Regions from separate parts of the Sminthopsis crassicaudata genome. Here region 1 is linked to region 2. Evidence: chromatin contacts called from public Hi-C data. All regions are on one chromosome and are shown on one strand. Each heading gives the region's core, a stretch centred on a gene start, on an enhancer-like site or on the middle of the called end of the contact. The rest is flanking DNA. Distances are from core to core; before and after follow the strand shown. Region 1 holds the start of YWHAZ (tyrosine 3-monooxygenase/tryptophan 5-monooxygenase activation protein zeta). Region 2 holds the start of ZNF706 (zinc finger protein 706).

Region 1 (6,960 bases), core at 220-2,719, 360 kb after region 2:
CTCCTGGACATGAAGTCTTCAATCCAGAGGCACTGGCTTCCAGGCAATTCCATGAATGACACTCTACAGAAAACCATACCCTACCCTTTTTAATTATGGTACCTTCCTCTGTTAATTATTTCTTACTTATCCTGCACATAACGTGCTTTTGCCTGGTAGTTTCCTCCACTAATTGAAAACTCTTTGAGGGCAGGAATTGCCTTTTACCTTTTTCCCCCAGCCCCCTCCCCACCCCCACCCCCCCAATCTCCAGTGCTTAAGGCAGTGCTGGGTCCAGAATAAGCACATAATACATTTTTATTGAGATTGTGTCTTACCTCCACAATACTTATATTATCTTGCAAACTGCAAGTGCTTAATATTTTGATTGTTAAATCAATCCACCTAGCTGAATACACTTCAGCTCGTCTGAAAATTAAGTTCAATATATGGGTATCCTTTTAAAAACAGTTCATTTTTTGTATATAGATTTGAAAGCATTTCATTAAAAGATGATATAACTTTAATATTCTTTGTCAAATTTCTAGGACCTAGAAACAATTTACTCACTTTTTAAGAGATAATTTAAACCTTTTTAAAAACATTCATTGTGAATGAGTCATTCTTTTAGAATTCAATTCGTTGTTATGGGTGATTTAAACGTCCTACAAGATGAACCCTGACCTCGGGAAAAGAAAAAAATCTCACTAAAATGGACTTATCCGTGCTTGTTTTTGACTGGTACATTCTAATACTAACTGTAAATCGGACAAATGGTCCCGGGGGAGTTTCCAGGACTGCTTGGTGGGCGCAGAAAACTGTGACCGGTACCTGTAGAAAAGGATGGACACGGTATTACATAATGTCAAAATAGATGTAACAAGTCTATGAAGGCAGACATTTAGACTGAAAGTAAAATCTGAGACTTTCATCAACTATCTTTGGACTCTTGGTTAAAGATTCTAGACCATTCTGAGACAGTTGTCCAAGGCTGTTTCTTCCCCCTAGGAATCCATTTATTGTATTTAAACGTAAAGAAATAAGAATCCGATTTCATGCCCAGCACATGACGTTAAATTCCCTAAGCGTTCTGCTGTAGTTCGGATAGGCTTAGTAGCTCAGGCTGGCATGTTTGTAGCACTTCCTCCCACCAGCTGCCCTTTTCCTCGGAACCATCCATCAGTATTTCCCGGGGCCTCTACGGGATCGGAGAACACCATAAGTGTGAGCCTAAACTATTCGCGCATTGATGCCGCTTGCATTTTAAATCCCTGCACCCAGACCTAACGGGGAGAGAAACGTAAAAGCCTCATTTACAATAAAGGGGCAGCGATATACTATGCTCTAGGACAACCTACAAGAAGATACTTTTCTTCCAAGCTCACTTGGTTTTTCCTATCAATGACTTCTCAAATGTCCTCAAAACGCCCGGCCATGACCACTCCCTAACGAAGCCTCTGCTTTCCAGATCAGTACATTTGGGCCTTTTTGAATGCAGAAGCGCTCTTTCTCGTCCTTCGAGCGCGAGGAGTACTTCCTTGGCTTCATCTACTACCTCCCACCCCTTCCTCTTCTTCCTCCTCTCCACCTAAACTTAGGACCCACCCCTGTGATCCTCTCTAAGTCGTCAATCCTCCCAGATCCCGAACTCCGGATTGGAAAACTTCCCCGTCACTCAACCCTCACTCAGAGGGTTGGACTCCTTACTTTCTTTTCCGAGCCTTAAAAGGTCACAAGGCTGCTTTCCCCAAGCCGACCAGGTAAAGCGGCGCCGGTGGGTAAGGGGGGAGGGGAGAAGAAGAGAGAATCTGGAGGGGGTGAAATGGAGGGGAGAGATGTCTACCCCGGCCTACCCCGCCCCCGCCCCCTCCCAGTCAGGCCAGCCCCGCCCCGTAGACAGCATAGGGGGAGGGGCGAGGCAACTCTCCTGCCCTTCCCCCACCCCTCCCCCCGACCGTTCCGGCGGGGGCCCCCCCACCCTACCCCCAGCCCCACCCCAGATCGATCACAATGCAGGAGCTGAGGGGCAGTTCACACAATCCGGTCGCTAGACCCAGCCCTGGGGGCAGTAACTGCGGCAAAGGGCGGGGGGCGAGGAGGGTAGGGGGGTGGGTGGGGAGGGGGGGGGAAAGGGAGAGGGAAGTGGGAGGGGGGGAAAGGGAGAGTTTGAAAGGCCCCGGATGTTGCTGAACCGCTGCCTCAGCCAGAGGGAGTGTCTAGCGCAGGCGCTGAGGGACCTAGCGAAAGGCTAAGGTGGGGCGGCAGTTCTTCCCTCTAGTGGGGTGGAAGGAGGAGTTTCAGAGGCGGTGGGGGCGGAGGAGGAAAGGGTAGGGAGGTTGGGTTGCGGTGGGAGAAGTGGAGAAGGGAGGGTATTGCGCCCCGCGCAGGCGCTCTCGGGACTGGGATTGGGGAGGAAGGAAGGCGGAAAGGGGTGGGGGCTGGGTAAAAGTTGGGTCGCGCGCGTTCCCCAGCTCCGCTCGTTCGCTCTTTTTCCTCGCGCGCGCGCGCCGGGGAGCGGCGGTTGCGCTTGGGCCCTGGAGCGGTGGGCACCAATCAGCGGTTGCCATAGCAGCGTTTGACGTCATCGTGCGTGTGGAGCCCCTGCTGCCGGAGCTGGTGATTGGAGGAAACCCCGTGTCTGCGGAGCGGCTGGAGCCTGTGAGCTGAGAGATATAGGGACAGAGTCTCAGCCCCGCCGCTGCCACTGCCGCCGCCCAGAGACCGCTGAACCCCCCGTCCGTCCGTCCGCCGCCGCCACTCACTCCGGGCACAGGTAAGCGATGGTGCCGCCGTACCCCGGCCCTTTCCCTTTCTTAGCCCCACCTTGGAAGGGGTAGAAGCGAGTTGGGGGAAGAAATCTCCCTCTCTTACGGCCGCCCCCTCCCTCGTCCCCAGGCTGGCCGCCTGGCCGGGCGGTAGCGGCGCTAGGCTGAGGCGGAGTCTCCTCAGGCGGAGATGGGGCGGCGGCTTCCCTTCCGCTGGAGTCGGGCCGCGCTTGCTAATGCCTCCGGCTATTGATTTCGGGAGCAACAGTTTTTCAACGACTCGGCCCCAGATCTCCCCCCTATTCGCTCCCCTCCCCCCTTCACCCACCGAAAAAAAAAAACCGCGCCCACCGCGGAGATCCCCGGGGATAGGCATCCGTCCTCGAGGCGCTGGCAGAGGAGCGGGCTGCGGGGGTGGCCCCGTGTCCTACCCTCCTACACTCCGGAAAAAAAGGGGGGGAAATGAAAGAATCTCCCTTGTTCCTGCCCCATCTCTGCCTCCCCCTCTCTTCGCCTGCCTCCCGAGATAATTATTCCGCCGCTGCGGGCATTGCAGTAGCCGCGGCGGCGGCGCAGGTGAGGCCGCCCCCTCCCCTCTTCTCCACCCTCCTCCCTCTCCCCCGAACCACTCCCTCCCCCCCTCCCGCCCTCGCTCTCGGAGGCGCAGGCTCGCTCTGCTCGCGGGCGGGCGCTGCGGCGGCGGGAGGGGGACCCAGCCTGCCCTCCCCCCCACTCCCGGAGGGGCCAGTGGCCCCGCTGGACTGCAGGGAGGAGACCACTGGGGCAGATCCGCACCCCCTCCGGGCCTGCTCTGAGCTGTCCGGCAGGTAGTTTCGGGGCGAGGTCACCCTCCTTGGCCGAGGCCTAGAATGCGGCTTGCCCCCAGTTGGGTGTGTGTGTGTGGGGGTGCTACCGCCCACTGAGAGTGAGGGTTCTGGGGTGGGGCATGCTCGTCTTGTAGTGGAGCTGAATCGCCTAGGTTAAAGCCGTGGGAGGAGAAAAGCCGAGCAATTTCCCGGGGAGGAGGGGTGGAATAGAAAGGGTGTTTTTTTTTGTTTTTTGGTTTTGTTTTTTTGGCCTTATTAAGGCGCTGGTGAATGAACGGGGAAGATGGGGTGGGGGTGGGGAGGTCAGGTAGAGCTGGGACTGGGCGTGAGGCTCGGCCCCCGCATGGGGGCGGCAGAAGGGGCGCTAAAGTCCCCCCCTTAGACCTCTGCCCTGATTTTCCGGGGCCGGACTAAATCGCTTTCGGGGGTTCCTGGGGAAGCTCTGGCACTTTGCCTGCCTGGGCGTGGTTCCTCTGCCTTCTCCCCCCACCTGCTGCAGCTGTTGTATCCTTAGAGCCTCGGTAAATGGGACCGTGCGAGGACGGGCGGCCTCGGCGGATATCGCTCCCCGTGGGGTGTGTCCATTACCGGGCTCGTAGTGGTTCCGCTTCGCCGGGGCGGACGCTGCTGCTGCGCCGTCCCGCGGGCCTGAGTGGCGCCCCCTCCCCCTCGGGCGGGGGCGCGGGCAGCTCCTCCCTCTCGCTCTGGTTGGAGGGGGAATTAACGCTCCTAGTCGTGGGTTGGGCTCGGTGACACAGATCCGCCATGACAAAGAGAGGTGGAGAAGAGACTAGTGCTGCTAGCTTGGGAGGAGTCAGGAGGAGCCTCCGGCCTGAGGAGGATGGGAGAGGGCTCAACTTCGGGCCCCTCTGACGGCTCTGGGCTTGTTTTTAACCCTTGTTCTGTCCTGAGTTGAGGGGTGAGGCAGTGCCTCAAGCACCATTTTATTTCGAGAAGAACCTCCACTTCCGTTGGATCTAAGAAATGGAGCATAGTCCCCAAACCAACCCCCCCCCTCTATTCTGTAGCTAGTTTTGAACGTGCATGTTTTGATGGTTAATATAACACCTTAAAAAGTGGTTAAATTAGGCTTCTAGAAAATGTTATGTTTGAAAATGAAGAGAAGCTGAAACTACATCTAGTTAAATGTAGGCACTTTAAATATACCTAACAGGTTTTGGTAGGTGTGCGTCCACTCGAAGACTGAAAAACCCATTTGTATGGGTGTAAACAATTGATATTTGGGGAGTTACATGATTGTAAATAGGAGAGGGATAACTTGATTCTAATTCCATGGTGACAGAATTTATTTTCACTTATAAATATAATGTCCTTAATTCAAACTAATTCAAGATGATTTTTACTGCTTATTTTTTTCTTTTATCAATTTGGAATATTTAGTACTTTTAAAATTATCAAAAGGTAAACCTAGGAATCAAGGGAGATGTAGGATTAGAAAAGGGAAGAAAAAAATAAATTTAAAAACTATAAAGTGTTTTTCATACACTGGCTGTGTACACATTGCTGTCACTAATGGTTGTTACATATTGAAGGTGATCCAAAAAAGTAAATTGGTCATTCTGTAAGAAATTTTAGTAAAGCACAAACCAGATAAGCAAAACTGGTCCAAAATATTTTTTAATGAAACAAGACTCATAAATGTAAACAAAAACAACTTGTATAATTTAGCTGTGAATGTTGTAAAAGTGGCATGTATTTTTGGAAAGATTCAATGAAATTTTTTTAATCAAAAAGTGTGACCAGTATATAATCTGAGATATCCCATTAACAATTAGAAAACTGCTAAATTTTGTTTCTTTGATAAGGTGGTTGGAAACTGCAATTTTGAACATCTGACTTTGGAAAGATAGTTCAGTTTCTAAGCTAAGATAGTGTTACAACATTTTTATTGATGAACTTCTGAGGCTTTTTAGAATATCTGGAATTTGAATATGTCTGGATAAATTGGTCTGTTAACCATGTTGATTCTGGTCATCCTGTGTTAGAATTTGTCTTTAAATAATGCCTTTTTTTTTTTTTTTTTTTTTTTTTTCCTTCAGAACATTCAGTCATGGATAAAAATGAGCTGGTGCAGAAGGCCAAATTGGCTGAGCAGGCTGAGAGATATGATGACATGGCAGCCTGCATGAAGTCTGTAACTGAGCAAGGAGCTGAATTATCCAATGAGGAGAGGAATCTTCTGTCTGTTGCTTACAAAAATGTCGTAGGGGCCCGAAGGTCATCTTGGAGGGTTGTTTCAAGTATTGAGCAAAAGACGGAAGGTGCTGAGAAAAAACAGCAGATGGCCCGAGAATACAGAGAGAAAATTGAGACCGAACTAAGAGATATCTGCAACGATGTACTGGTGAGAATCAATAAATACTCAATATAGCTTCTCTGTTGTAGAGTACATCAGCTATAAGCCTGATTCTCCACCTTCTGAGTTTTCTATAAAATTGAACAAGATCTATTTTTATGAAATGTGTCCCTCCGTATCAGTAATGGAGGAGAGAAATAGAAGAGAAAGGGAGCAAGGATATCTTTACTTAAAAAGAAAATCTAAAGTTTTGTAGCTTGTCTCAGAACTTATCCTACCTGTGTCATTTTGTATCTGGGACAGAAGATAAAAGTCATATTTAGTTATAGATAAAGTAATGGGACTTTAGGAGCTCTGTATACCTGTTTTTCCTTAAGTGTTTGTGTGGGTGTGTTTGAGAGGGAGAAAGGGGTGTGTGTGTGAGAGAGAGAGAGATATTAGAATTCTTGTATATTGTGCTTTTTTATATAAGAGGCTTATAATAGGAGTCTCATTATGGATGGTAGTACCCCTCCCTGGATTAGGTGATGTAATGTTCATAAAATGAGTCAGCCTAGCAGAAAACCGTCTGGCATCCACAATGTTTCTGTTGCCTGTTCATTGGTAACTATGATAAAGATTCTGAGTATTTCAAACTCGAATTTACTGTGTAGGTTGAGATAAAAACCAAAATACTCATTTTCAACCAGTTCTAAGAATGGATGGTTTATCAAAGTGCCTTCCTAGTGTACAGAATATGGAGTTTATTAGAATAATCCTTTTTGTGCCAGTTTTATAGCACCTTGAAGTTAGGAATTCAAGTTCACAGAATGATACACATTGCCAGTTTTTTAGATTCATTAGAATAGAACTATTGTTAATAATGCTTTATTAAAATTTTTTGTCATTAGTACATTTTCACGGAAATTATTTATATACAGAGACACTTGGTGTTTTTTTTTTTTTTTTTTTTTTTTTGGTATATTCAAACTTTTGGATATTTAAAGGAAGATTATTTTTATGCTAATCATGGATTGGAATACAAAGGTATACTTGGAGTTTTAATTTAAAAAAAAATTATATGAAGAGTTGT
Region 2 (6,370 bases), core at 2,404-4,903:
AATGCTGACTCTTGGGCAAATCATTAAAACTCTGAGTCTCAATTTCTTCATGTGTAAAATGAGGGGTTTGGTTTAAATATCCTCCAAAACCCTTTTATCTTCAAAATGTATGATTCTATAATAAAGTCCACATAAACCTACTAGTTAAAGTATGGTATTAATGAAGTCTTGGTCTGGATTATAATCTCTGTGTGAACTATCAGCTATGCTCTAAACATGGTGAGACAATACATTTAAACCAGTTACAAGAGGAATCAGGAATAAAAGAATGTCAAATCCATTAGTGGGGAAACAACTGAAAGCATACACCCTGCAGAGATAGGTCAGTACTATCCTTATTGCATAGGAAGGCTGACACATAGTCCTACTCTGAATTTAGCTATGTCAGGTATGTTTAAACAAACATCATAATGACCATGTTGAATTAATTTTGACATGTGACTCAAATGAATTATTTTTTGTTTATATTGTTTATTATTAAATTCTAAGCTCCTTGGTAACAGGAACTCTTGTAATCCCTCAACACTTAGTGCAATGCCTGACATATAGTAGGTGCTTCACTTGACCCAAACCAGCCTTCCTTTATAAATACTTTAAATATCAACAAAATAAGATAAATATTTTTGGCATTTAGAAACTCATCTTATTTGCTGTATTTCCTATATCACATAGGAGAATTAAGGTAAAGGTTTAAGATAGAAACTAATTCTAATTCAATTCAGAGTTGGAAGGATCACAGAATCACACCAGGAAGGGCCTACAAAAACAATAACAAAAACAAACCCAAAACAAAACAAAACAAACAAACAACAACAACAACAAAAGATGATCCAATCTTAAACCTCAGTGAGAGGAAACTCAGGAATAAGGAGGTGATAGTTATATAATACTCTACCATGAATCTGGAATGCTGTTTTCAAGTCCTGAGTGCCATAGTTTAGAAAGGATAAATAAGTTAGAGTGTGCCCAGAGGAAGATATTGGAAGATTATGAAAGGGCCTTGAGTTCTTCATCATGAAGGTCAGTTGAAGAAACTGTGGTATCTAGCTCAGAAGAATCAAAGTAGCAACACCATAGTAATGGAAATATTCAATGCTTGTAGATGAGAGATAAATGGATGAATGGATGGATGGATGGTAGATAAGACAGATAGGAAATATTGCACTCATTCTGTTTGGCCCCACAGGGTAGGACCAATAACAATGGGGGGAAGTTGCAAAAAAGACATAATTTCTAACAATTGGAGCTACCCAAAAGTGGAAATAGAAGGTCTTTACTTCCCCCATCTTAGAGATCTTCAAGAAGGGGTTGCTTTCCAGTATAATGTCTTTGGGTACTGCGTTGGAAACCTTGCTATTATAGAAGTATTATGAATTAATTATTCTATGAGTGGAAAAAAATAATTTCAGTTCTAAATTAAAAAAAAAAACAACCAATTTATCTTTTGGAATGCTGTTATGTAATATTGGAGGGAAGGGAATTAGATAACATATATCTCATCTTTTTATAAGAAATTCAATTCAGCATAATTTTCATGCCTAAAAGGAAAATGAGTTGTTTTTCTTTGTATATGAAGATAACAATAATAACTAAATTTATAACATTATCAAGATTTGAAAGGGACCTTTCAGAGTACCTAATATAAATCCTCATTTTACAAAAGAAGAAACTGAGGCCTTAGAGTCTAAGACGCAAAGAAAGGTAGATAGAAATAGTGGAGAATCCTTTGAAGTCAAAGAGCAATCCTTAAATGTATCTAGTGTTAAAAAAAATTCCAAAAACCCCCCCAAAAAAACAACTATATGTTCACATATGAGCCTTTAAAAAAATAAAACAAAAACATTTTAGCTTTTGAAATATCACTTATAAAAACAAAAGACATTTATAATTTATTGATATTACCTTAAAATCTGGAATTTAGTTCCAAAAGTTCAAAAATGACATTCATTAAGCATTATTTATATAAAACTTCTAAGTTGACAAAGTATTTTGCATCCATTAAAGTGATTTGATTCTAATGCTACTGATTTGGGCATAAGCTCTGAATTGCTTATCTAGCAATATCATAGATTTTCATTGATCAGTGGATTATTGGACATTGGATTCTCCTGTCTTTCAAAACATGTATTTGTGAGAAAGCTGGACATGGTTACGAATAAAGTCTATGATCTTGAAACAAAGTGAAGGTAACAGATTCATCTATAGGACATTGACTCATTGAGGGGTTAGCTACTCACCTAAAGAAAATAGGAAAGAGGGATTGTCTTCAGGGTCTTATTTTTTAGACAGTACAAACTTTATGTAGATTAAATATTAACAAAGTATTTTTCTCTAATTAAGGTCTTCCTTTTAATCTTATATCTTTATGATTTCCCAACTATATTAGTTCCTTTTTTTCATTTTGCATGTAAATAATGTCTCATTTCAGAAAATTTTTGTAAAAGTTTTTGTTGCATTTTCTTGACTTTTATCATTTATTACTGAATATGCCTAAAGGAGAGCCCTGGAATTCACTTTGAATTCTTTTGAAACAAAAATTCTTCTGATCTCTAATAATATAATCAGTACTTAATTAACCTTAGAATTACAGTCTTAGAGATGAAAGGGACCTCTGCAGTTAGCATCTGTACCTGAACAAGAATCCATTCTAAAACATCAATGAAACTGGTCTTGTTCTCCCAAGACATTATTAAATTTCTCAATTCCTGTGCATTTTTACTGGTTGCTGTCCACATGCCTGAATTACACTCTATCTTTCTTTGTCTCATAACTTCCCTGAATTATCTCAGCTAAAAGCTTACCATTATCAAAGTCCTCAAAGTAAAGATTACTAGCGGAGATTACCTCCCTCTGACATAATTTCCAATTTGCCCTTTATATATCTTTTATTGGAAATAGTTATTTGCATATTGCCTCCCCATTAGAATGAGCTTGTCTTTCTTTATAAATATAAAATTGGGTCCACAGAGATCAAAGCAGTTGCTATGATTAAGTATATGTAAAAGTAATGCATCTGAATAATTTGGGAGATCCAATATAAAATTGGGGAGATAATTTTTGAAATACTAAATTACATGCAATTTGGTATCAATATTGTGCTTTTAGCACCAATGCACTTAGTAGCAAGATAAAAATCAAGAATTAATAGATAAAGAGGCAGGTAGGTGATACAGTACATAGAGCAATGATTCTGAAGTCAGGAGGTCCTGAGTTCTAATACATTCTTAGACACTTGCCCCTAGCTGTATGACCCTGGGCAAGTCAAGTAATCCTAATTGCTTCAAGTCTCCTCTCCCCAAAAGACACATAGAAAAAAATAATACATAGACAATTAATTAAAGCTAGTATGATTTCTTCTAGGATGATTTCTTGGTTCTAGGGTCCAGGCAGTCCTAATTCATTTTTTGAAGTGACTCCTTTGGAACTCAAAAAATCATCATATACTTGTTTTCTTCTCTTGACATAAGAATGACCAAAAAAAGAAAAATAATGAAAAAGTCCAAAAGAATAGCAATGCAAGTGGAATACTTCTGGAAGGCTAATGTTTCTGAGAAGGCCCCAAGGTGTGGAATGCTGGACTGTGAGTGTTCTATGGCAGTTATAGATCAGTTGGCATAGAAGAGGAAAAGCAAATAAGCAGCAGCCTGAGATTATATCCTAACTTGGAATGGAAAGGGTCTTAAATACAAGGAATCTTATAAGGTACTGATAGTGTTTGGATACATATATACACATACATACATATGTATGTATGTGAGTATGTTTTCATCTTTCTTCCAGTATGTGTGTGTGCATTCACCTTTCTTCCAAATAGTTCAGAAGACTTTGAAGATCTGAAATAAGCTTTTACTTTGTAGGAAATAGAGACTTGGACTTTATAGAAAATGTGCTCAATTAGCCACAGATCTCTCAATATAATTATGTCTAAGGTTACATTTAAAATTTAAATAGTGACATGATTCTTAATAATACAGGATTATCTGAAAAATATGTTGATTACTGAGCTGTTAATGATTATGTTCAAAATATTAACATATATAAATATGCATATGTGTACATATAGTGTACATATGGATGTATATATAATATATACATAACTAGGTATATACTTTGGCATATTCTGGGCTGTAGATAACAATGTAACAGGAATGCCTCATATACCAGTAGATGATTAATATTTATTTGATTGAATTGAACACAGTACTTAATCAGATTTAAGAAGTATCCTTCTAATTACTGCATAGTCTTATATTGTTTATCTTGTTTAGGAGGCCAGTTGTTGCTCATAACTACTGTTATATGCTGTAGATCATGCTCATATTTTAGACCCCCATTCATCCTCCTTCCTCACAACTATTGTGCAGCTGTCACCAAAGCAACCAAGAGATTTGGGCTAATTTAAAAATATCATTGCATTGAAATCTTATCTTAAATTTCTGACTTCTATAATTCTGTACATTACATATATTGATTTGGTTCTTCATTTGTAGTCTAAAGATACTTAAAATACTAACAGACATGATAAAATTGTTCAAAGAATAACTTGACTGTAAATTCTTATATGAAATTTTAGCTTCTTGTATGGAAGCTAAATAGATGTTTTAGCAATCCATCAGATAGTCTATAAAGATGTTTCACCACATATGCCAATATCCTGAGTTCTTACCAGATGAATTTAACCAATTTTATAACCCCTGTATCTCAAAACAAAATCAACAAATTTATTAAGTTTTATTATGTGACAGATGCTGTGTATGATCTGGGGAAGCAAAAGACCAAAACGATTAAAAAAAAAAAAAAGCCCCTCCCTCAAAATAGTTTCCATTTTGGGAGGGACAACACTAACATTATATAAATAGATACAAAATATTATAAATATCAAACTTGAATAGGTGGGCCGGTGGTGGGGAGTAGGCTACTACCTCAAGGTAGGAAAGGCTTAAAGTAAGAGGTGGCCTTGAGCCGAGAGTTTTAAAGGGAGGTAGGGATTCAATGACATCATTTAGTCTTGTCGACCAGCGTTTATTAAGCGTCTACTATGAGGCACTGTGCTAAGCATTGGTTTTTACCAAGAAAGCTAAAAATCAGTCCCTGTTCTCAAGGTGCTCACAGTCTAATGAAGTGGATGTGAGTGGAAGGAAGCATTGTCTGTGCAAAATAGAAGAGGTGGAATACTTCGAATGAAGAATAGCAAGTAAACCAGTTTGGCTGTGAAGGAAAATGCGTTAAGAAGAGTAATGTGAAACTTACAGGCCTGGAAATAAATCGGTGTGGGTAGTAGTGATGGTAGGGGGTAGGAGGGCTGGGTGGGGAATGATCCAGAGGTAAAAACATTCACCTTCCATACAGCTCACTAACTGTAGTTTTAATAAAGAGTGGGTAGAGGCTGGAATTGAACTAGCAGGTAAAAGCTATTTGCGAATTGTCACCAAGAAAGACTCTTCTACAAACAGATCCTTCCCCCAAGCACAGATACATTGAGTTAGCTGTGGATGGGTCTAAACGAGGACCGTTAAAACCCAATTCTTCAGCACAAAAGGTGAGCACATTTAGCTGGCTTAAGATTTAGTTCTTTTTTTCTGGGAGGAGACAGGATTTTCCAGCGCCCTTTAACTTTGACCATAGGAGACCCGGAGACCCCCGGTTCCCCCTCCCCAAACCTTGGGGGCAGAAGGACTGGGCTTGGGCTCTGTGATTTGGAGGGGTGGGGGTGGGGGTGGCGTGAGGTAAACTGAAGGCTGTGAGAGAACAAAGGCTGCCGGGTCCCTCTTAGAGGTCATCCCAGGCCGGGGCTCCCATCAGTCTGGTCCAAGTCTGGCGACTGAGCTCGGGGAGCGGGCCTCCCCTCATGCCCGGCCACCAACCAGTCTCAACCTCTACACTGAACTGCCCTGCTAGGGCCGCCCCACAGACTGAGAAACTCCTCTCCCAAGCAGGCTTAGCAGCCACCCACCCCCTTAATCCCCTTAGATAGTTGTTAGGCAAAAGCCGCAGAAGCAGGCGGGTACCCAGGAGCTGCCCGGAGGTGAGGAAGAGGAAGAGGGCAATGGAGGGGGTGAGGGCGGGGCAAACTGCGGAGGAGGATGCGGGTGCAGTTGCGGCTGCGCGGCCTGGGAAGCCCTGGCTAAGCCAAGCCAGGCCAGGCCAGGCCAGGCCAAGAAGGGGCCTGGGCCGGGGCGCCTAAGGAGAGTGACTCGGTGAAACAAATAACCTGACTGGGCCAGAGGGCGGCAGTTAGTTCCCAGATTAAATTTACTCCCGGCCTTCCGGAGCTATCTCAGGGGAAGGGACACTCGAAAGCACAGAATGAAGACGGCAGCACCTCTGAAAAGGTCGCTGTCGCTAGCCCAGGTTTCCGCTCGCCCCCTCC

What was found. A called contact is a pair of places that touch in the nucleus more often than the background predicts.
Region 1: a Hi-C map of hippocampus shows a contact between it and region 2, with 2.3 times the contacts expected there. The contact joins the promoter of YWHAZ here to the promoter of ZNF706 in region 2. A contact is called at or near these places in 2 of 2 Hi-C or Micro-C datasets (fibroblasts and hippocampus).

What each region holds. Positions count from the first base shown.
Region 1 is chr1:140,297,969-140,304,928 of ASM4859323v1, forward strand. It overlaps YWHAZ (tyrosine 3-monooxygenase/tryptophan 5-monooxygenase activation protein zeta), which reads left to right and starts at 1,470. Exons shown (of 6, transcript XM_074268028.1): 1 at 1,470-1,739; 2 at 5,632-5,936. The coding sequence starts at 5,643. LOC141543147 (a long non-coding RNA gene) reads right to left here and starts at 1,817. Exons shown (of 2, transcript XR_012482353.1): 1 at 1,687-1,817; 2 at 485-810.
Region 2 is chr1:139,939,373-139,945,742 of ASM4859323v1, forward strand. ZNF706 (zinc finger protein 706) reads left to right here and starts at 3,654. Exons shown (of 4, transcript XR_012482339.1): 1 at 3,654-3,702.